Regions from separate parts of the Mus musculus genome. Here regions 1, 3 and 4 are each linked to region 2. A link is a contact called in public Hi-C and HiCAR-type data. All regions are on one chromosome and are shown on one strand. Each heading gives the region's core, a stretch centred on a gene start, on an enhancer-like site or on the middle of the called end of the contact. The rest is flanking DNA. Distances are from core to core; before and after follow the strand shown. Region 1 overlaps Gm35688 (a long non-coding RNA gene). Region 2 holds the start of Rnf32 (ring finger protein 32). Region 3 has its middle 84 kb from the start of Gm42243. Region 4 holds the start of Ube3c (ubiquitin protein ligase E3C).

What was found. Hi-C and Micro-C count contacts between places; a contact is called where the count stands out from the background. HiCAR-type assays count read pairs that join an accessible place to other places.
Region 1: a contact with region 2 is called in a Hi-C map of the N1E-115 cell line, with 2.0 times the contacts expected there. The contact joins the enhancer-like site here to the promoter of Rnf32 in region 2. A contact is called at or near these places in 2 of 39 promoter capture datasets (3T3-L1-derived adipocytes and pre-B cells), 1 of 484 Hi-C or Micro-C datasets (the N1E-115 cell line), 1 of 115 datasets of contacts at active chromatin or transcription factors (neural tube) and 2 of 9 other capture datasets (adipose tissue and liver).
Region 3: a Hi-C map of the N1E-115 cell line shows a contact between it and region 2, with 1.9 times the contacts expected there. The contact joins the enhancer-like site here to the promoter of Rnf32 in region 2. A contact is called at or near these places in 2 of 39 promoter capture datasets (hippocampal neurons and liver), 1 of 484 Hi-C or Micro-C datasets (the N1E-115 cell line), 2 of 115 datasets of contacts at active chromatin or transcription factors (astrocytes and differentiating embryonic stem cells) and 1 of 9 other capture datasets (embryonic stem cells).
Region 4: a HiCAR-type map of astrocytes shows a contact between it and region 2, with 2.3 times the contacts expected there. The contact joins the promoter of Ube3c here to the promoter of Rnf32 in region 2. A contact is called at or near these places in 2 of 39 promoter capture datasets (hippocampal neurons and liver), 1 of 484 Hi-C or Micro-C datasets (CD4 T cells) and 1 of 115 datasets of contacts at active chromatin or transcription factors (astrocytes).

Annotation. Positions count from the first base shown.
Region 1 is chr5:28,912,151-28,917,705 of GRCm38.p6, forward strand. All of the region lies in intron 2 of Gm35688 (a long non-coding RNA gene), which reads right to left. Among named protein-coding and RNA genes, the nearest start is that of Gm42243, 74 kb to the left of the region's middle. Within about 2 kb of position 1,636, at least 3 of the 459 cell types and tissues checked have an H3K27ac peak or open chromatin away from gene starts, as enhancers often do. A contact at or near this core is called in the N1E-115 cell line, where this site is marked.
Region 2 is chr5:29,193,461-29,199,180 of GRCm38.p6, forward strand. Rnf32 (ring finger protein 32) reads left to right here and starts at 2,533. Exons shown (of 10, transcript NM_001289757.1): 1 at 2,533-2,652; 2 at 3,120-3,185; 3 at 4,466-4,560; 4 at 5,114-5,378. The coding sequence starts at 4,546.
Region 3 is chr5:28,753,483-28,759,366 of GRCm38.p6, forward strand. No RefSeq gene overlaps it. Among named protein-coding and RNA genes, the nearest start is that of Gm42243, 84 kb to the right of the region's middle. Within about 2 kb of position 3,474, at least 5 of the 459 cell types and tissues checked have an H3K27ac peak or open chromatin away from gene starts, as enhancers often do. A contact at or near this core is called in the N1E-115 cell line, where this site is marked.
Region 4 is chr5:29,566,099-29,572,011 of GRCm38.p6, forward strand. It overlaps Ube3c (ubiquitin protein ligase E3C), which reads left to right and starts at 3,144. Exons shown (of 23, transcript NM_133907.3): 1 at 3,144-3,482. The coding sequence starts at 3,417.

The DNA.
Region 1 (5,555 bases), core at 386-2,885, 280 kb before region 2:
AGTCGCACACACAAACTCACACAATCATACTAATCTGTTCAGTCATACAGTATCATGCACACTCACATGGTCAGATAAATATTCTTACAGTCAGTCCCATCAAGTCACACAGTCTTTCACCTCCACACATATCCACATACACATAGTAATACTGACATAGTCACATTGACACAGTCACAGTCTCATACACTCATATGTCACACTTATAATCGCAGTCACATTGACAGGATCACCTGCACACTCACACACATACATGTTCCCATACATATGCACATGATCACATCAATGCACTTTCACAGTCACGCTGACAGGCACACCTCACACACTCATTCTCTCCTTAGCATCTCTTCCTCTTAACACACAAGACAGTTATCTGGATGACAACTGTTCTCCCTTCCAGACTGAATCACCATCTACTAAGGTTGGAGCAGGAAGCTACCTCCTGCTATGGGGGACAGATGAAAAGCTGTGGCTTTGCTCTGACTTTTGCTTCTGAAGGCCAGTAGTGGCCTTCACCCACAAGGTTACTTGTGCCTACTCCTCTCTGATGGAGTCATAGCCCACAGCTTCCAGCAAGCCTCACTCCACTATGATTCTACAGAGTGCTAGAGGCAGACATATGAAGGAACCGCCATTAGAACCCAACTGAATAACAACAAGGTCACTGGACCTTGGTAACAGGTAACAGGACCTCTCAGGAGCCTAATCCAAAGACAGAGTAGAGCTGGGTCTGCCTGGCCTCACTGGCAACTCTTTGGAACCCCATATGCAGTGCCTTTTCCCAGGGCATCTCTTACCAGCCTTGGCATGTCGTTTCACAGTGGTCAGACCAAAGGAAGCTCTCTGGGCAGAGAGCTCATTAACTCCATTCCTTGTGATCTCAGCCTTTCCAGGTGGCTAGCACAGGCAGACAGTAGGTAAACATGTGTGGGACAGATTACTGCAAAGATGTGCGGATGCCGGTGCTGTTGGTCCCTGAGTGGTGAGACTCATGGCTCCTGATGCTGGAGAGATGGGAAATCTGGACATGTGCCTTTAGTCTCCACTCTAACCTCAGAACAGGAGGAGTGGGGACAGTGTAGTCCCTTGCTCACTTCAGCAGTTGTGTCTAGAATCGATGCTGATCTCCCCTCCCCTCACCAGGACTAATAAATTGCATGTCAGGAGAACCAGGGAACGAAAAGATGGAGGCGTAGGCTGGGGGACTAGATGCTCTTCAGGAAGCAAGGTGGAAGACTGGACCCACTCTCCAAGCAACCACACCAGAAGGTTCTCAGTGGGAATGCTTCCCTTTCATCTAGGACTCAGTTGAACTCTGCAGCTGGGAGCCTTTGTCAGAACGTCTGCTGAGACCGGGGAGTGGGCGAGCCTCAGAAGAAACCACTTGAACCATCTCCCACCACACTGGGCATCTCCACCTCAAACGGTGTTAGCAAGCTTCATTAATTAACACTCCTAAAGTGCTTTGGGCTCCTCGGATGAAAGGGAGCTCTCCAAGTGCAACGTGTCATTACCATTAAAATGATATTTAGTATTGGCAGGCGGACCAGATGCTAAGCACAGATATGCCTTAGCCACAACAGAAGAAAGGTTTGTGAGGATGTTTCAGAGCACTGCTAACAGGCTCTCCTAAATTACCCCTCCCTCCCATAATGATGATTTGAAGAGAGATAGGATCTTAACCGCTGCAGAACCCAAGGGTATTTCCATGGTGCCTTTCAAGGACCCAGAGCCTGGTGCACAGCAGATTTCCAGTCTTGCCCTACCTTGCCTCACCTAGAATAGACTGTGTCTTAATGATAGCAAGGGAAACCAGGTTCCCCCAGACTGCATTTGGGGACAATTCCACATATTCACATGTCACTCTGGCTTCCACACTTGGCTGTGTGCTGCTATTTGAAGGTGACTCTAGAGAGCAAAGAACAACAAAGAGTTAAAAGTCTGGGTACAGCGAGTCGGCAGAAAAAAAAAATCCCTGGCTGCACAGTCAAAGGCCTGCGCCTCAAGCTGCCAGCCACATACAGAAAAGTGCCGGCGAGCAAGTCCCAACACGCATGTCTTTATTAAATCTTTCTTTTCAACACAGAAGTTAACTGTCTCCTGAAATATGTGGGGTGTTTAAACATGCCACAGCTGACAAAAAAGTAATTTTTAAAGTCTCAGCACACGGTTATCCATGGAAACAACATCCTGATATCCGTTTCTGCTCAGTGTGTAGTAAAGTGGTAAAGGCGGCCTTCGAGGCAGCCTGCCATGTCACCCCACATGGTCACCCTACATGTCCATACCATGTAGAAATTAGCCAGCCAATTTCTCCACCCAGGAAAGGACTGGGTAGAAAGTGACTTTACTATAGCAGCAGCTAGTCAGCAACACAACAGAGGTATAACCAGGGTTTGGTGGGCTTGACTTTAAGGGGAGCCCTTGCCTGTCTTTGATCCATTAATCAGAATGCCCAGGCTAGAGATCCTAACAAACAAGATGTAGAGTCAAGGCCAAAGGAAGCATCTAGTGAGGGTCTTCTTACTGCATCAACTCACAGGACAATGAGAGTCCAAAGGGCTTAGAGTAGAAGAGCTGGAAGATGAGGGCTGAGCCTATCTTTTCATCAGGGACTCATATTTGTGATGACAGCATCCATCCACTGTCAAGGGCAGAGTCAACATGGCCTGGTTCCCTTCTAAAGGTCGCACTTGTCAATGTCACTGTACGTGGCCTAAGGTTTCTAGCGTGTGGATTCCAGGGAAGGTGCTCAGAACACGGGTGCCCTCCTTTGCTGTGTTAAGAGCACAAATAAAGGGAACAGAGCTGGGACTAACTCAGCAGCAGCAGCAGCAGAAGTCATTTGTGCACATGTGTATAGCTCAAGGGCTGCACCACGATTGAGTGGCCTTGACCTTGGCCCTTGAGATCAGGTATATGCTCACTGACCCTCCCTGGGGAAACTTTGGGTTCCAAAGCCCCACATAGCCACATCAGGGTAGAGCTGTGAATAGGCTTACAGTGCTCCTTGGGTGTGTTATCACTGAGGTCTAGCCCCCACCACTGTTCCCACTAGAACACACCCAGTTTACCCAAGATCACCATCAGTCCTGATCATAAGTTACATGGTGGCAGGTAGGGGTTATTCTTTTTTTTTTTTTTTTCCTATAGAGACCATCACAACCAAGCTGCATGCTCTTCTTTTTCTAATTGTCAACACTAAACTTCTCACTGTTTGTGTAGACACAGAACTGGGTTTTGTGCTTAGGTTTACTTTCAAGTGGAAAATGAATGCAAGGGAAGTTAAGTAACCCTTAAATAGTCACAGCTAGAACAAGAATTCACAAAAGGTATTTAGGATTCAGTTGTCAGAACCTCCTTTGTAGGAATGAGGGCCTTGACTCAAAAGCCATGGTGGGTATGGGCTGCATGCTCAGTACTGGGGTCAAGCCAAGACCCAGGAGTTCAGCACAGAGTCTACCACGCCTAGATGGCAGCAAAGTTCCAAGCCGTGCCCTGGTAGAAGCAGCTTTCAGAAGTGAATGCTGGAACAAAACTTCTGGCATGTCCTTGTTTAACCAACAAAGTGAATATTGTCTGCTTTCTTGAATTAAAGCATCCAAAGAATATGGGAAAAGGATACAGAAGTAAATTTCCTTGGGACATGGAGTGCCCTCTGGGCTTGGCCATCAGTCCTCCCCAGTTTCCAGAAGATAAGAGTCTCAGAGTATCCATACTGAGGCCAGTGCTGCAAGGCAAGCATCCCAAGAAACATGATACCCGTGCTGCCCTGGATAGTCAGAGGTGGGACTTTTGTATCACAAGTTCTTAAATGGGACTTCACTCTAACGATGCAATCATCACTGAGTCATCAACAGAATGAGGAGATAATGGGGATGGTAATGGCACAGATGGCAACTCTTAGAAGATCTGTGGAAAATGTTTAAGGGTTAACATCTTTCAGATGGGTTACATTGCTTTTCTTTTCGCATTTAGATTTTTCTGTTGATTAAATATATTGATATACACATTATTAAAGGTAAGGTGCTGTATGAGTTCCAGAGACTTTGAGAGCAGGCAGGCAGCAAAGCTGCAGGCTAGTCAGAAGCAGGGTCTAGATCACTGCTTCTCAGCCTTCCTAATGCTGTCCCTTTAATATAGCTCCTCATGTTTTGGTGATCCCCAAGCATAGAATTATTTCATTGCTACTTTATTACTGTAATTTTGCTACTTTTGTGACTTGTAAACATCTGATATGCAACCTTCAAACAGATTGCAGCTTGCAGGCTGACAACCACTGGTCCAGACAGTTGCCTCCTCTCCCCCATCCTACCTGAGGCCTCTATGACATATCCCTCCCTAAGTGCATTGAAGTGGGAGATTTTTTTTTATTTATAGGAAGTATAGTATTAAGTGGAAAAATCTCGTATTCAGAGAATGGGAAAATATTTCTGTAGTCTAAGGATTAGACAGTAGAGCAAGTGCATTCAAGCTGCTCCCTCCTTAAGTGCTCTGATTCTCTGTTGTATTCATCCCAGGGCAGGCCAACAGACCGACAAGTCTTTGTCATCCCTTGTTCTAGTTTGACTCTAAGCTTCATCCTTCCCATCATCTTATCAGCATGCCCAGATGGGGAACTGCTCTTCCCCGTGGCTGCATAGGCACACGATGGCATCCTCCTCCATCTCTAGCCCTTTCTGGTTAGACTTCCTTTAATGCCTACCCAGCAAATCAGGGCAGGCAAGGGCTCTACCACTAAGCCATATGCTTGGTCCTTGCTTTACTTTCTGAGACAAGGTTTCATTAAGTGACCCCCTTCTGCCCTGTACAACCCAGAAAAGCCATGAATTAGTAATTCTCCTGCCTCAGTTTTTTAAGTGGCTGGGGTTACAGGTCTGTACTGCCAGGTCCAGTTCATAAGCCATCTTTCAAGAACTCCCCATCACCCCAAAGCCAAACCCAAACCACTGTCCCATGCTGGTTGCCACAACTTCTTGCATGTATGCCATACCATCTCCAAGTCTAAAATGCTCCCGAGTCTCATCCATCTGTGAGTAACTGTGCACATATGTGTGCCGGTGTACTCACCCCCACATACTAGCATATGCATATTTATGCATACATATTTGTCCAGCTAACTCCTTAAGCAAACATCTGCTTACTCTTTGAGCTTGATACCCTGTTCCGGGCCCCTTCCCTAGGGGTGTATACCTCTGTGCCCCATATAGAAATGGTGTCTACACCTCTTTCAGTAGTGAGGCCTCTCTTTATATCTATACTATCTACATATACAGTGTTGGTACAAGTCCTAAACTAAAGTAAATAAAAACAAAAACAAGCAAAAAAAAAAAAAAAAAAAAAAAAACAAAAAAAAAAACAAAAAAAAAAAACCTCTTACAAGGTCTGCAAAGAGGGTTCAACTCATGAAGCATGAAGGTTGTAATCTGACCACCACACACACAGACACACACACACACACACAGAGACAGACAGACAGAGAGAATAAAATGTATTTCTTTCATGTGTTTCCCTACAAGGAAACCAGGATGGATGTAAGTTAGTTGTAGAGGGAG
Region 2 (5,720 bases), core at 1,283-3,782:
GGCATGATGGTGCACACGTGAATTCCTTGTAATCAGGAAGGATACAGGAAGACTGATTTATCCTAGGACAGACTAGGCTATATAACAAGTTACAGACCACCCGGGGATACCAAAAAAACAAAACATTTTTTTAAACAAATGAAAAGCTCGGGAAGCTGCCACCAGAAGACCTGAACTTTTAAGAAATGTTCAGAGGAGTCATGCAGAGAAAAAGAAAATAATTTAGGGCAGAAACTCAGAACTAGTCTGTTTTTCCACTTTCCAGACTGACCCATTTGTTCAATGGAAAGGAGTGATTACTGGGTTACAAAAGTTAGGATAAAAAGAATGAGTGACAACATGTTATAACTCACATATTTTAAGAGATGGGTAAAAGGACCAGCAATCCTTTACCAGTACCTGCACTGGCCAGGATATAGGACTATGTTACTGGACTCAAAAGAAAATTTTAAAAAATATTTTGAAAATCAAACCACTAGTCTTCAAAATCGGAGGATGCAGCATATCTCCTGGCCAACCTATTTTAGATAGCAAAACATCATGAGTTAAATACTTGGATAAGGTGGGGAATTTTTAAATGGGATTTTTATTTTTTATAACTTTATAAAGTTGGAGAGAAATACCTCAAGACAGAATTAGTAGGCATTGTCCAAAGCAATTCACATACAGTATCATGTTTTAACTTCATCACAACCCTAAGTTGTGGTAACAGAATCCCTATTTTCATTGAATTTCTTTTTGCTCAAAGTAACAGAAAACTAGACCCACAATAGATGAAAAGACCAAGAGCTGGGCTAGCTCCAGGGCTCAAACTACATCACCCATCTTGGACTGTGTCCAAATCCCAGTTCTGCCATTTCCTGTATAATCTTCTAAGGTTCACCTGGTAGCTCCACACCTTCAGGCTCTTACCCTATGATGCTAATGGAGCAGATGCAGCTGCAGTTTCGTGTCTTTTCTTGTTCCCACATTCAGTAGGAAGAATTAAAGGAATTTTCCAGTGCTCCCCCCAATAAAAACTCACTTGAGTTCCTGTGACTAGCCCAGCTAGGCCAGCCCCCCAGCCCCCATCGTATAATATCATGATGGTTCATCATAGTATCAGAGTTTCCAACTAGTTTAGATTGGCCACATATTCAGTCACAGAATAATGACCAGGACTACTGTTGGGGTAATTAATAGATGTCCAATGACAGGATGCAACAAGGCCCCTTTGAAAATAAGAAGCCCATAACTCAGGACAATAAAGCAACTTGTTAAAATTCAGACATCCAAAGAGTTAAATGTAGGTTTAAACTCAGGTCTAGCTAATGGCATCCAAAAGCTTTACCCTCTTAGGCTTCAATAAAAACCAGTCTTAGGAGAGCACAAAGGTGGGCCTACTGCTCTCCTAAAAGCATCACTCACTGAAACAAAAGCTAAGATTATACTACTTCTTGAAAGCACCTGAACTAGCATGTGAAAATTCATAACTAACTCATTGTGAATTTGACTTTTAAAACAGTTGGCCTGCTATTAATCTGCTTCTACAAGCTTCAAGTAGTAAGAGCCAATCCAGAAAGTTCATTGCCAAGAAAAAAATCTGTAACTTTTAAGTGGAGTTTAAAATTATATTGTTCCAGAGACTTATCATGTGTACCAGATTTATAATGACTTTTGGGACTTCTTAGTGACAGAATACCAATCTTCCAGCTCGGTAACTTCTGTAGACTTTACTTTATGGAGGATCTCGCCTTCTTGTGTTTTCTTTGCACTTCCAGGTGAATTATGTACAATTAAAGTACAAAAAGGCATTCCAGGCAGGAGAAAAATCAATACAATATTTCTGCTTGGCACCAAGAAGTGAAAGACTTTTAAAGGACCCCAGGGAATCAAGCCTGGTTCAAAGGACAGCGCGGGGATGCAGACTTAAGAGGGGTAGGAGGCAATGTCTCAGAGTGCAGAAGGCCAGGAGCCGCAAGGACACCTCTCTCCACCCTCACCTTCAGAGAAGCCTTGAGACCCTAGATCTTGGAAGGAGCCACTAGAAGGGGCGAACGTGAAAAGGCCTGCATCCCGCAACACACAACAGGCCACACGATACCGGGAGCCAAGACACAATCGTGACAACAGTAGGAGGGCGGATGGCGACGCCACACAGCTCGCAAAACAGTCGAGGGGCCGTTATCAAGTCTTTCGACTGAGGGGACAGCAGAAAGCGCACTCCAAAGAGCCGCACGGGTCAGCGCATCCTCGGGACGCATCACGCAGCCTGGCTGGAGGGCAGCGGAAAGGACGCCATTCAAAAACCACACGTCCGAGGAAGAGACGGGAGAGCCCGTGCACGCCACTCCACGCGCCTAGGACGCGCGCCTCACGACGACGTAACCGCACCAGCGCCGGACGCTGACGATACGCGAGGGGCGGAGCCATGATGTAAGCGCGGGCGGAGCCAGCCGCTCGCAGCAGGTGAGATGAAGGGGGTTGGGGGATGTCTGGCCAGACTGCGGGGGGGGGGGGGGGGGGAGGAGGGGGGACCTGCGAGCATGCGCACTGAGAGCCAGGCGGAGCCGGCCGGCGGGCGTGCGCACCTAGAAGCGCAGAGGCCGCTGGTTGCCGTGGCAACGAGGAGCCGTTCAGAAAAGGTGCAGCTGAGGGACAGGAAAGGCCGTTGTGAGTTTGTCCCGCAGCGCTGTCTGAAGTATAAAGCTCTGGTGCAGAGAAGGGAGCGAGAGCCGAACGCGGGGTAGTGTTGGGGCGGGAGGTCCGGGTCGCTGTGGTCGGTCCGCGGATCCTGCCTGCGCTGCACAAGGCTGTGATATAACGAGGGACCTCACGGACCAGATTTCCAACGACTTCTCTTGTCTCTGGGGGCGTATTTTAAATTTATATGCCATCTCTCCAGTGCATTTCTATTGACGCGTTTATTAATTGCCTTCTGATCACTGAAAACAATTGGTGATTAAATGTCTTGTCGCCTAGTCCTGTGTTTTCCTACCTAGCACAGCCTCCTAACCGTGCGCAAGCTAATTACAAACAGGCAGTTTGCTGTTGTGGCTGTCAGTGCCAGGCAGAGGTTGTGTATTTCTCACCTGTTGCTAAACTAACGGGTCACCTCTTCTCTATGTTTTCTCATACAGTTGGACTACATCTGACACGTTTCGTTATCCTTTCAATTGTCAGTTTGCTAATACTATGGGACTATGGTAAGGCAATTTTTAACGCTCTTACCTTGATGTTAGTTACAACGGTACAATAAAAACCTGGTGAAATTGTAGACTAAGTAGCTACCTATGGTTACTGATGGTATGAATCTTGTTGAAAAAGTGAACTTTTTTATGATGCATATTTGGCGTTGCCAAATTACAGGCATTTTGAATTTGGAAAATAATAACAGTGACCCTTTAGTATTTTACATGCCTTCCTCCAGCCAAGGCCACGGTAAGGAATACTGCATACAAACTTCTCTCATAGATCTCCATGCCAGCACTGAGAAGTAAGGGGAACGTGAGCACATTGAAAACTGCCCTAGGCTTCTGAAGGGTCTGAACAGCTGCTGGTTCTTTGTCTTAAATCAGGTGTCTCACACATTAGTTCCTATGGGACTTACTTTCCTGTAATCTTTTCAAGTGTGTGTTGCAGTGCTGGGGTTAGAACCCAGGGCCCCATGTATGCATGAATGCCTAAGCTGCTCTGTGAGCACCTTTCTGAAAGTTAGCTCCTTGATACTATTCCCTTAGGTTGCTTTTTAAAAGGTGCTTTTTCTCTCCACTGTAGAATATTATGGACAGCCTGGTCCCAAAACTAGAAGGGTTAATACCCAGTCTGTCCCCTCATTTTTAAGGGAATTGGAGCAACAGTCACCATTTATGAGTATCTTATGCAGAACAGTCCCTTGGAAGCCCTTAAGGAGGTTTTCTCTTAATATAATAATCCTGCAATGTCAGCATTTTTGTGGTTTTTTTTTTTTTATAAATGCAAAACTAAGCCAGAGATGCTTAAGTCGCTTGCCCAAAAAAAGTAGAAAGCAGATTGGGACTCGGTATCTGTCCCCCATATTCTGTCCGCCTGTGTGTTGGCCAGGTTGAAGGCAGTCGGCATGTGCCATACACCCATCTTCTTCATTGTTTCCCTTCTTGCCAAAACACAAACAGCATGCTGCTTTCCTGGGCATCTCTGCTCTTGCTCCTGCCATCTAGCACACACATTTCTCTCTTTAAGACTTGGGCTAAATGTTGTCTTCAAGGGTTGTTTATTTACTTAGTGTCTCACTTTGGTCTAAGACTTTGCTCTAAGACTCTGGTTTTGCTTCTAGATTGTTCTTTCTAGTACCATGGTAAGCTCTTTGAGGACAGGGCTGGATTGGGTTAGGACTATGTAAATTAGACAGGGCAGCTCACGCTGCTCTGTGGCTGGCATTCCTTTTACCATCCCCAGAGCCCTCGTAGACTTGGATGTTTACATGCACTCTTACTTTCTGTTACAGCAGAAGAATGGAAGTTATCGTAACGTGATGTTAGAGATCGTTAAAGCCACACCACAGTGTTTCCTGATTCCTGATACAGCATGCTAAGAAATAAGGTACTCCATCCTCCTGAGAACAGACCCATGCTTTTATTTACAGGGGGTAGCCTAGCTGGACTTTCTGCAGGTATAAAAATAGTTTACAAACCTTGTGATCTTGGGGAAACTGTGAGCAGAAGTGGGAGGTGCATGTGATATGGGTAACAGACAGTCTCAGGGTGCTGCTTGCACACATCTCCTGGCTCAGGGACCTGGTCCTGCAAGAAATGTTTAAGTTTTCACCAGAGAGCTTATACTTAAGAGCAAGATTCCTTTTAAGGTTTGCCTGGAGTCTAATTTAGTTACAGCAAAACAGCAGGGTCTTAGTTAAGCACCCACAGGTTTGAACTTATTGGTTTATAATTAAGGCTCCAGTAACTAATTGGAAAGATTGCCCTTTATTTCTACCATAGATGTTGGGCCTGGGATTTGCTCTGCTTAGGTACTGCTCTGACATTCCTTCCCACTGACTTGGTGATCTGCCACCAGGGAACAACAAGGCCTCCGTTTTCTTCTAAATGGTGTTACATGCTGGTCCACTAAATAAGACCTCCTACTCCCATGTTTTTAGGATCGTTCATCTAACAAAGGTAACTTAGCAGTCACTGCAGTTGCCTTACAGGACCACCTATTACATGATCTTCAACTTGGACATCTCTCGGTAGCAGATCCTTGTAAGATAAAAGCACGAAAGAAAGAGAAGAAGTCAAAATCTCTCAAAAGAGATGCAACAGCCATCATAGATACTGGGCTTAGAAAATCTACAGAGGGTCCTAACATGGAAGATCCAGAGAAGGAATATGTTCTAGACCCCACACCACCACCATTAACTTTAGGTAAGCTAACCTGATCTTTTTTCCTTTGGCTTAATGCTAATTAACCCAGTGTAGCCTTGTCAGGCTGAAGCAATGCTATATTTGGGGTAAAGAGACAACCATGACATTTTCATTTTATTAGCAGCCAAGAGTGTTGTTAATAAGGCTTTAATGCCAACTCTTCATCTGCCAAGGTTTTTTTTCACTTTGGAGAACTGTCCATAAACAAGATGGCTGTTGGCAATACTCTTTGACTACGCTGCAGCAACAGGGGCAGGTGACTTGCTTTTGTGAGTCTGAATTCCTGGGTGTGTACATTGTGCCTGGTTTTGTCATGTGCCCTGTGGCACTCCACATACTGCC
Region 3 (5,884 bases), core at 2,224-4,723, 440 kb before region 2:
AGTAACCCCAGTGCTCCCTGGGACTAAACCACCAATAAAAGAAAACACACGGAGGGACTTGTGGCTCTAGCTGGCCTGGCCTGGGCCAGTAAGTGGGAGTGGGTAGGTTGGAGAGCAAGGAGAGTGGGGAGAGGATGGGGGGTTTTCAGAGGGGAAACCAGGAAAGGGGATAACATTTGAAATGTAAATAAAGAAAAGATCAGAGAGAGAGAGAGAGAGAGAGAGAGAGAGAGAGAGAGAGAGACAGACACCGAAGAGATGGATGAGTGTTACCTGAGCACAGGTAGCCAGACACGTGGCAAAATGTAGGCTAAAATAAATGGAATATTTTCATTATGATCTAGTCAAATATCTATAGTCTAAAGTCTAGTTTAGCTATATGGCCAAGATATTTGTAAATATATTTTGAGTCTGAGTCTTATTTTTGGGAACATGGGACTGGAAGGAAGAGTCGACCCTAACTTCTACATACAATATTTTCACTTTTTTGAGACATGAAGTGAACACCAGAACAGCTCAGGACTTGTTCCCTCTAGACCCATCCATAGCTTGTACTGCTGCTGCTCCCTGGAAGTCGAGCTCATTTTGCCTTGAGATGTTCCTTCTTGAGAACTAGACATTGCCAGAGTCTGACACCCATCCCTGACAGGCTTTCCTCTTAGCCTCACACCTACCACTCAACAGATTGCAGGTCCAGGGCATAGTCATGGCTGCATTGGGAATTCTGAGGTTCAGAGAGGACTTTGGCTATCACAGTACTGTGAAGAATGGATGGCCTGTGGGTTCTGACTGGGAGCACGGTAACCTGGGAGCTGGGAGGCCTTCCTGCACTTGAATTTTGAGATTGTGGGTGCTCTGTGATTTCAGACATAAACCTAAATACCCCATCTTTCTGTTGAATGGCTGAAACCTGTAGGCTAATATGACCGAAAAGCCCATGACTAGTAAGTGACCATACCTTCCCAAAGGTATGTTTATTATTCTAGAATTTTCTTTAAAAAGAAAATTCATGTACTGCTGTGGGAGACCCTGTAAAATTTGTACATATTGAAATACAAAGAACAAGGGAAGCGTACATGTTTTGAAATGCCTGACACAGCTTTTCCTATTTTTTTTTTTTTTTTTTTTTGTGTGACTGCTTACTGGAAGCTCCTTGGAACAACTAACAGCATCACTGGGAGAAAGCTTTGAGGAGCCTGGTATAGTGTCTCACGCAGAGAATGTAGCCCTCTACTAAACATGCTGTCTCTTCAGACCCAATTCAACTGGCTAAGTGGAGCTCTTAGCCCCAGTATTTCTGGGGGTGCATTGATGATCCAGTGCAATCCAGCTGCAAGCCACTTAGGTCATTTCTTTCAGGGAAATACGAATTAAAATACTTTGGGATCCCATCCTGACCAATCAGAATGGTCTTCAAGAAACCAGATGACAAATGCTGCTGTTGGTGTGGGAAAGAGGAAGACTTATTTAAAACTGGCAGGAGGGCAAACTGGAGCTGTTACTGAGGAAATCAGTGGAAATTCCTCAAAACACTAAAACCAGAATTACCATATGACCCAGCTGCTCCACTTCTGGGCATCTACTCAAAGGACTCCATATACTACTACAGAGACCTCCCTGTTTATTGCCTCTCTATTCACAACACAAAGACAAACATGGTATGTACTCACTTACAAGTGGATATTAGCTACAAAGTAAAGGATAATCACACTACAATCCACAGACCCAGAGAGGCTAAGTAACAAGAGGGGCTGAAGGGAGAATTCATGAATCTCTTTGGAAAGGGAAACTAGAATAGACAAATAGACTTGGGGCTGGATGGGGATGGAACAGAAGGATCAGGTTTGGAGAAGATAAAGGGAGAGAATTCTGAGACAACTGGAATTAGGGGGCATTAGGAAGTATGGTAGAAAACTAGTAAACTCCAGGGAATCTACGAGGGTAACCCTAGCTAAGATCCTAGTAGGCAGATGGATAAGGAACCTGAACTGACCATCTCTTGTAACCTGGCAAGACTTCTAGTGGAGGATTGGAACATCAACCCAGCCTCAAAACCTTTATCCTAAAATTTGTCCTGCCTACAAGATGTGCTGTAGTAAAGATGATGCAGAAATTGGAAGAATGGCCAACAAATGACTGGTCCAGCTTGAGATTCATGTCATAAAAGGGCTGGAACCCTAAATGCTGTAAAGCAACTGTTGCTTGAGTAGAAGGTACTGCTGGTATGAGCATCTTCAACTCTCTTGTGACTTCTCTAAGACATTTTATTTCCCCCAGTTTCCTTGAAAATCATGGCCCAGCAAAGCTTGGAGACTGATGGATCCAGCCCCTTTTGCTTAGGTGAGGATGCTGTGGTTTGCCTGAGTCACAATGATGTCCTAGCAGTCCTTCAAGGCCAAATTCAGTCTCTTCCCTCTCCAAGAGAGGTATTTTCACCTCCAGAGAAACTTTCACTTTAATCTGTGTGTTCTAGAAGAGGTGAGAGCTTCAGAAGGGTCTCAGAGTTTCAGTGGAAGAGATCCTGCACATGGTTGTAGACCCAAGGCTCAAAACCACAATGTGGAGACCATTCTCAAGGGATCAAACTGTACAGAGCCACTTGCAACTGGGTATACATCAAGAGTTGGTTGAAGTATAATTTTCCAGTCTTGCAGCTGACTATATCGATCCCCTGAAACAGATTGAGAAAGCAATTGTTTGTAGTCTGTGGGGTAACAGTTTAAGTCAAAGCTCTCCACAGCTTGTGTCCAGAGCTGAACTGTTTGATATTGATGTGCCCAGTATGGAGGCTGCCAGATAGCAACTGGGTTCTCTGTACCATAGCCTCTTCTTTCCCAGTGTTTAGCCAAATGTTGTGAGGCATTAAAAGGTCGCTGGCCCTTGGCTTTGGCATGATCCCAAAGTCTAGTCAGCCAAGTGCACCCGCAGTGCCTGACATCTCTCTGAAATGACACAGTCACTTTGCACATTTTGATTTTTACATGGCATTTAGACTATTATTATCTGTGACTGACATCAGGATCTATTTCACCCCAAGCAAAGGCAGCGTGTGGATTCTGTCAGCATCGTCTGACATTGCACCGTGTTCTCTTTCTCTTGGAAGTATTGCAAGCTTGTGCAATGCCAGAGATGTTCCTGTCTGTCTGAGACAGATGTTGGAGATGAATATTGTTTGGAAAGGATTAGAAATGTTGTCACAGGAAGAATCAAGTGCCAGGAGTGACTGGTGAGGATAGCGCAAGCTCTGATGATGGCTGGGTGCCCACAGCACTCTGCTTCCTCAGTGGTTTTCAGATGGTGGGATCTCTGTACAAGTGCCTAGTGAGAGGCTACAAAGGCAGGGATTGTCTGGGAGCAGTGCCCATTCTTCTAAGGAATGATCATGGAAATGGCACCTACATAAATATCCACCTTCATCATTGCCCTCCTCCTGCTTCATCAGCAGACTGCAGAGCATTGGAAATGGGGGCAACTCCAATTCATGCAGGGCGCAGCTATTGGCCATGGCTGCTTTCAGAGCCTGGGCTCTCTGCTATCTTGTCGGTGCTTGGGAGGACCAACGTCTTCAGTGATAGGTGGACAGTCTAGTTGTCACCTGAATTTTCTCTAGCTCTCATTTATCAAGATTCTTATACCTCATTTGTTTACTTTTCAGAAGGTAACACAAAAGAAAGTGAAAGTACCGAGGGACATTAAAGCTGAAAGGAGCTCACTTCGCAGAGAAGCAACAAGAGGTTGAGGTTGGAGTGACTCACAAGCGTGGTGTTATGCCATGGGCATAGCATCTGATTTATTCCCGGGAGGAACCCGGGAAGCCAGGGTTGTAATAATACCTTTAGAAATGTAGAAACAAGGTTTGGGAAAATGACTTAGTAGGTGAAGTGTTCACTATGCAAACATGAAAACTCTGAATTTGGATCCTGAGTACTCATGTAAAGTCTGGCTGTGGTGGCACAGGCCTGTAACCCCAGCACTAGATCAGTAGACAGGAGGGAGGCCCTGTATCAAAATATAAGCTTGAGAAGTGATTAATGAATGCACCCTGTGTCAATCTTTGGCCTCTACATGTGCCCACACAGCTGGTACATCCCCTTAAAAAACATAGTACACACACACACACACACACACACACACACAAATTGAATATGGAAACAAAGTTCCACACAGTGTGTTACATCTATCAGGCTGCCTGGCAGCCTGATACATGTACATTTTTGTCTGCTGTGAACTTGATGAACACTTAGAGAACAGATACATTCTGGAAATCTCCTCCATCATGTGCCTGTGTCTGGCTCTTAGTCCGTATCTCCATGAGCATCAAAGAGCTTCTTTCCATCCTAGATATCAGCTCAGATCTAGCCTGCCACCACATGCCTGCCTTTAGTTCTGACCTGGCATATCCTATTGCTCCCAGTTTCTAGGGCATCATCATCCAGGAAGCCTTCTTTTCCTCACCTCATAGCCTCAGTGGTCCCTCCTGATTCTCCATGCCACTGACTGCCATCCCAACACTGATATGAGGACTGCCTCCACTTGCTTTGTCATCCACTTGACCCTTGATTCCCACTGAGTGTGATTTTACCATGAAAGGAGCACTTGGGCTTCCTGGTGACATTTTCTGTTGTCTTGTCTGGGAGAGCTCCTGATATCTAGTGAGAAGACAGAGATGTCACTCAGTAATATGCAATATATTGTGATGGTCCCCACAGCAAAGAACTATACACTGCAGAATAATATCTAGCCAAGGCTGAGACAGTCCAATTTCTCCAGACAAAGACCCCAGCTTGTTCTCCCCTGCTCCTTATTACAAGCATGTAGTTACAAGGACTCAGTACTGCTGGCTGAATATTACTGAACAAACAGAGTGATGGAGACTGCAAGATTCATGACATCTTCCATTGAAGAAATCAGTTCACCTGTTGGAAACCTCACAGTAGCTTCATGTCACTATGGAACCCCCCCCCCCAACACACACACACACACACACTATAAGAGCTCTATATCAAGAACTGTGTTCTGGGTATAAGAAAGGCACAGCAGCAGAAGAGATGACTGTACCCTATTGTATCTCATGGTTGGAAATAAAAATGCATTATTGTATGCTAGGGTTTTTCTTGAATGTATTAGAATTGTATTCAGTGACAAGACCAAACACACATTGCTTGTCAGGTAATTAAAAGGCCCTGATTAGAAATCACTTGGCAGTGGCAGAGGCCCTTACTACAAAATTCCAGAGAATTCTTCTTTTACTGTTTGTCCAAAGTGAGTATCACATAGGGTGAGATGACTCACTACTGAATAGGAACTAGTAGAATAGTATTCTGTTGACACATCAGTCACCACACTGAACACCAGGGTTCTAGAACTTATTCTTGTCATTTCACCTTTGACCAGCATCTACCTCCCTGCTTTTCACCTCCCTTCTCTGGCAACCCCTGTGTCATTGAAGTGGAAACGTAAGGGTTCTTTGGAAAGTCAGTTGTGTCAGATGGTATTTTGTCAGAGCACATGGGTGAAGGAACATTTCTCTGAAGCAGACCGGCTGAAAGGATGTTCTGCTAAAGCAAGCATGTGAAAGGACACAATGAGATTCTTCGCTAACGACACATGTGTATTGGTCTGCCTTACACTGCATAGTTGAGCTGCATTTGTTGGTACTCCATAGAGAGAAACGCACCGAAAAAACTTGTGGTGGTGTGCTGCAGCTTCTTGCCGCTTCTGTGGACTCAGGCTGATTGGCAGAATATGTCAGCTAGAGGGTATAAATAGGACTCTATGGACAGTGATGGAAACTGAGCTAGGCTTGCTTATGGATCTAGCTGTGCAATGCTTCTTGGTCTTCATATCTTTGCTGATCTTCACTTCACTAAGAACATTTCCTGAC
Region 4 (5,913 bases), core at 1,894-4,393, 370 kb after region 2:
GGCTCAATACACAAATGACACTGCATTTATACAGTTATTGGTTGTTTTCTATACAATTAATATACAAAGAACTATTCACACTTTGGTTCCTGAATGCATGAAGCTGAGTCCTCAGTGCCTCAGCGGAACTCTGAAAGCATGGATAGTACTGAGCCTTATACATACAGTGTTTTCCACACATACTTGATGGGCTTGCACCTTTTCCCTCAAAAGAGGCATTTGACAACCTCACAAGCATTAAGTGAAAACTGATATGATAGCAAAGCTGACTGCTAAGTGTCTAATGGGAAGGTAACAAGTGCAAATGTGGATATTAAATGAGGGCATCATTCAGGTTATAGGAAGAACAGTAAGATTTCATCCGATTACTTAGAAAACTACTTGTGAGTTTTCTTGTATCTGGAATTTTCCATTTAATATTTTTGAACCATAACTGACTTAGGTATTTGAAATTATGTAGAAGGGGCAGATATCTGTATTTAATGTGTACTGATTATTTCTGAGTATACACCCAATGGTATCACTGCCACAAACAAGATAACAACACATTCAATGTCTCCTCCAAATAGTTCTGTGTCACCCAAACTGACTTGGGTCACCTTGTCACGTGTACTTTTGTGCAACCACTATCACAACTACTGATTTTCCTGGCACCAGAGACTATTGCGCTCTCCTCTACCTTGCCTGCAACTCTCATACCGTGGCTCTGTTCTAAATGGAATTTCATGGTACCAGTGTGACCTTTGGGCACTAGTGTTTCATCAGTGTAAAATCCTGTTCTCAAAGGCCATCTCAGGTGTTGTACAATAGTTACTCTCCTTTTGCTGTTTGGTTGTTTCCAGATTTGGGCAATTACAAAGCTGCTGCAAGTGTCATGTTCAGGTGTGGTTTCAGTCACAGCCCTCCTTACTCCTGGACAATTGCTAGTTCATATGGTAAGAATTTGTGTTTAAATCTTTATTAGAGCCAGGCATGGTGGCACATGCCTTTAACCCCAGCGCTCGGGAGGCACAGGCAGGCAGGTTTCTGAGTTCAAGGCCAGCCTGGTCTACAAAGTGAGTTCAGGACAGCCAGGGCTATACAGAGAAACCCTGTCTTGAAAAACAAAACAAAAACAAAAAACAAAAAACAAAACAAAAAAATCTTTATTAGAGAAACTGCCAAGGCATGTTGCAGGTAGTTCTGCATTCATTCTGAATTCTCAATAGAATGAGAGCTCTGTCTCCATGGCTTCCTTAGTGTGTAGTAATGTCACACCATCTGTTAAGTAGGAATCTGTATCTATAGGATTTTGATCTACCTCTTCCCCCGGCCTTTTAGTCATTACATATTTATTCAAACAATTACAAAAATATTGGGGCTCTTGTCACTGTTGCCAATACAGCACTAAACTTGAGGTTGGCAAGATGATTCAGCAGTAAATGTGCTTCCCATCAAGCCTGACGACTGAACTCACACTCTTGAATACACTTGGTAGTGGAGAACAGACTCTTATAAATTATCCTCTGACATTCAAATATGTGTACATACACACACACACACACACACACACACACACACAGAGCCAGTGAGAGAGAGAGAGAGAGAGAGACAGAGAGAGAGAGAGAGAGAGAGAGAGAGAGAGAGAGAACTGGTAAAATGATAGAACAGATGAAAAGTACCAGTTGCTTGCTACCAAGTCTTATGACCTGAGTTTGATTCCTGGTACCCATATAGTGGAAAGAGAGACAAGTTGTACTCTGACCTCCACATGCACATCATGGCATGCACCCTACCCCATAAACACTAAGTAAACTAAAATGTACATTTTTTTAATTAAAAAGAGGACTGGCTTGTATGGTGGTACAGATCTTTAATCCTAACACTAACAGGCAGTGGATAGAGGATCACTGTGAGGTCCAGGCCAGCTAGGGCTATACAGTGAGACCTTATTTCAAAAACAAAAAATTAAACTGTGCTGGAGACATGGCTCATAAGTTAAGAGCACTTGTTGCAGAAGAACTGGTTTCAGTTCCAGATCCTACATGGCAATTCCAGTTCCAAGAGATCCAATGCACTGTCTTGTACCAAGCACACACACATAATTCACAGACACGTAATATACATGCAGGTCAAATATTCATACATATAAATAAATCTTTTGAAGAAGAAACAAAAACAAAGCAAAACAAGATGTCTTCTATCATGTGCACATGGTAATGCATGTGTATGTGATATATTTATGTATCTGTATATATACTTGTGTATACACAATATACATAACATATATGTATGTACACAGAGCATATACTATATAATACTGTGCATGTACATGACATATATGCATAATATATATTTTTTTTATGCATGCCATGGCATGTATTTGTGTTAAACTCTATGTATATGCATACTGTTTTATGCATATGTATATGTGTATATATGCATGCATACATGATATATATTTATGTTGGTTTGTATGACATATGTGTATGTATATATGTTGTATATGACATCGATTCATTTACATTACTTTGTGTATATTTATGTTTGTGCTTATGTATATGTAATAGCACGTTTTTATACATGTACATACATATATTAAACATGCATAAGTGTATAGATATATGATAGGGTATATTTGTGCATTATGTATTTATGATGCATTTATACATTTGGCATGCATTTATATATATATATATGAATATGTGAATATATATATGAATATAACTTTCATTTGTTGGTGTGCATTTGTGTATTTGTATGGTGTGTGTTCACGAATACCTTTGTTCGTATAACATATATTATTCGTCTCTGTCTGTCATGGTGTAGAGTCTCTGCATTAGTAACCTGTTCCCCCACATCTAGCTGGAGGGTGAAAGCGGCCTCTTATGCAGGGCTTCCGGTCTCCAGCAGTGCGCGCGACCCGGTCGGCGTCAATGGGCGGCGGGCGGCGGAAATCGTCTGGTGGCATGACGCACGCGCGGAAGGATGTTGCACCCGCGGAGCCGCGCACGCAGGCAAGTCCAAGGGCTGCCGGGAGGAGCACCGTATTATCGATGGCGGCCCTGGCGTCGGTGCCCGCGCTCGCGGGGGCTGCCGGGAGGAGCGCCGCGCCGTCGATGACCGCGCACGTTCACGGGACCGCGCGCGCAGTGCGGGCGGTCACCATCTTGGTACCTACGGCAGCGCGGTGCAGGCGCGAGTCGGGGCGTCCCTCGCTTGACGGTGGCGCGCTGTGGATAAATAAGCAGCGGGGACAGGCCGGCCTCCAGCGTCGCCGCGCTCGCGCCCGCGTGCAGGGCGGAGAGCGCTGAGCCTCGGGGGGGGCGGCGCGGGACAGCGAGGCCGCGACCCTGCCGGGCCCCGCCCAGCCCGCCGGGCCCGCCCCCGGCCGCTCCGCTGCCTGCCGGGCCGCGCAGATGGGATAAGCGGCGAAGATGTTCAGCTTCGAAGGCGACTTCAAGACAAGGCCCAAAGTGTCTCTCGGTGGCGCGAGCAGGAAGGTGAGGCGGTGCGGCCCGAGGTGTTAACCGAACCCGGGTCTGACAGCACCCAGGCGGCGCTGCTCCGCTGTAAGGTGTGGAGCGAGCTCCAGCCGGGTGCGGCTGCGGTGCAGTCCTGACAGGTTTGTGAGGAGGCTCCAGAGGAGCGCTGTCGAGCCGCGGACTGAGCGGCTGGGTCATTCATTGCGACCTCGCGGCCGCCTGCCCAAGGGCCGCAGTTTTGACCTGGAAGCACGTGCACTGGCAGTCTGGCTGGGGGCGTTACACAGTTAGCTGTCCAGCAGGGCGAGGCAGGTGCCCCCGCCCCCATTCCGCCCTTTAAGAACTCTTTACAAGCTATAAACTTGACATACCCGCTCCTCACAAAGCTTGGAGTGAGTGCCTTGCCCTCAAGAACAGCTTAGGGAAGAGTCCCTCGTGCCTGTGAAGTGGGAGGGGGCAGGTAGGACAAGGTCTTTGTAATCTGCATCGCGCTTTAGCTTGCCCCACTCGGAGCAATACAGAGTTTTGCCTGCCTGAGGCCTGAGGCCCCGGTCGCTTTTGGACCTTTGCTTGGTGATGGTTTTGACACTGGTCGGCTTTTTGGGGCTGTCTGAAGGATGAAGGCAATCGGCCGTGATGCTCTAGGCCGAGCCCGGAATCCAGACAGGATCCCTAGAGTTGTTAAAAGGATTTTTTTTTCCCATTAGGCGAAATTTTAAAGCTTTATTTTAAAAATTTATACATATGAGTGTTTGCCTGCATGTATGTAATGTGCACCACAGGCTTGCTTAGTTCCCGCAGAGGTCAGAAGAGGGCTTCCGATCTCCTGGAACTGGAGTTAAGGACACTTGTGAGTTGACATGTGGGTAGTAGGAAGAAAACCCAGACCCTCAGTAAAAGCAATAAGTGACCTTAACTGCTTAGCCATCTCCCTAGCCCTTTAATGTAAAATTTTTTGTCTTTTTTTTTCCCCCAAATTATTGTACGTTTGAGAGCAGTGTTGCTGAGCCTTTGCTCCAGCTTCATTTTATAAAGGATTTTTATCTGGACACACATTTGTAAATGGTCACTCCTGAAAACGAATGTCCCATCCTACCCATAATTGTTCTTCACCAAGCAAACTGCTTTTCTGACCAGTTTCTACAGGTCACTTTTAACGTTGAGCTTCGTGCAAACGAGGTCAGATGAAGCTTGGTCAGCCTCTGTGCCTTGCTTCTTGAGCTAGGTGCTTTCTTTGATAGATTCTTCCATCCCACTGTGTCCCTGTTAGTTCAGGACCTGAAAAAACCATAATTAACCCATCCTGGTTTTCATGGGTGCTTTGGTGGATGTTGCTTACACTGTGTTCTGCTGGTGCACACTGCCCGTTACTTCCCGAGTTGATGTGCCCACTACCCTACAGCCAGCAGTCTGAGGGCACCACTGACTCAGATCCTGGCCAGTAAGTGATATTAAGAGTCTTTGGAATTAATGGCCATTCTAGTATACTTCATTCATGTCTTAAATTATAATTTGAAATCTTTCCCTTCTTCAGCTTAGTGGAAAATTGATCTTTTCCTTTTTCAAAGTTAATGAATATTTTTATGTTTATTATCTTTAAGAACTATATGCTGGAAAAGTCCAAGACTTGATGAGTTTATTGGGGAGTTTGTTGGGGAGATAAGATTTAAACCTTGAAAAGTTATGGTGTACTAATGACTGGTTTTTTTGTTTGTTTATTTCAATTGTTTTTGTACTTCTTTCAGGCTAATACAGAAACACAGAATTGGTTGACATGCTCTAGAAAGGTGGGAAGTAGTAGGATGGGTTTGAAGGGACAATGTAGAAAGTTTGAAGTAGGTGTGTGGTGGGTTCCAGTGCTTCAGTTCTACCATTATCTACATGTATATTGTTTGAGACAGGACCTTATACTGGAATCCGACTGGCCTCAGACTCACTGTGTAGCCCACTCTGGCCTCAGATTTATGTACAGTCCTTCTGCCTCTGCCTTCCAAGTGCAGGAATCACAGACAGGAATGCAGCAACAGGCCCAGCTCTGGGTCAGTGCTTCTGAAATCAGGATACATCCTCATGGCACAGTTTATTTGGTAGCTTTGTGTGTGTATAGAAGACTATCTTAGTAGTCAGTTTGATTGCAAGTACAAAAATCCATTGAAACGAAGTGCAGAAAAGCAAATAAACAAAAAGCCTGTGAGAGGCATGATGATATTTCATAAAATGTGCAAGTCAAAAACTGTCCAGTTTCTATGCTACCGGTACCAAGGTAGTTTAGGTCAGCTATTCTCTTTGAGTTGCATTCTTGACTTTGTCTCTGTATATAGGTCCTGTCCATTTATTTTATTCTAGCCAAGCAGTGCCCATATATGGTTTCCTAGTTGAGTGCCTTGATCTCCAAGGCAATCTTCTGGAGAGGAAATCTTGGCTGGATCATGGTTTCCACCTGTGAGCT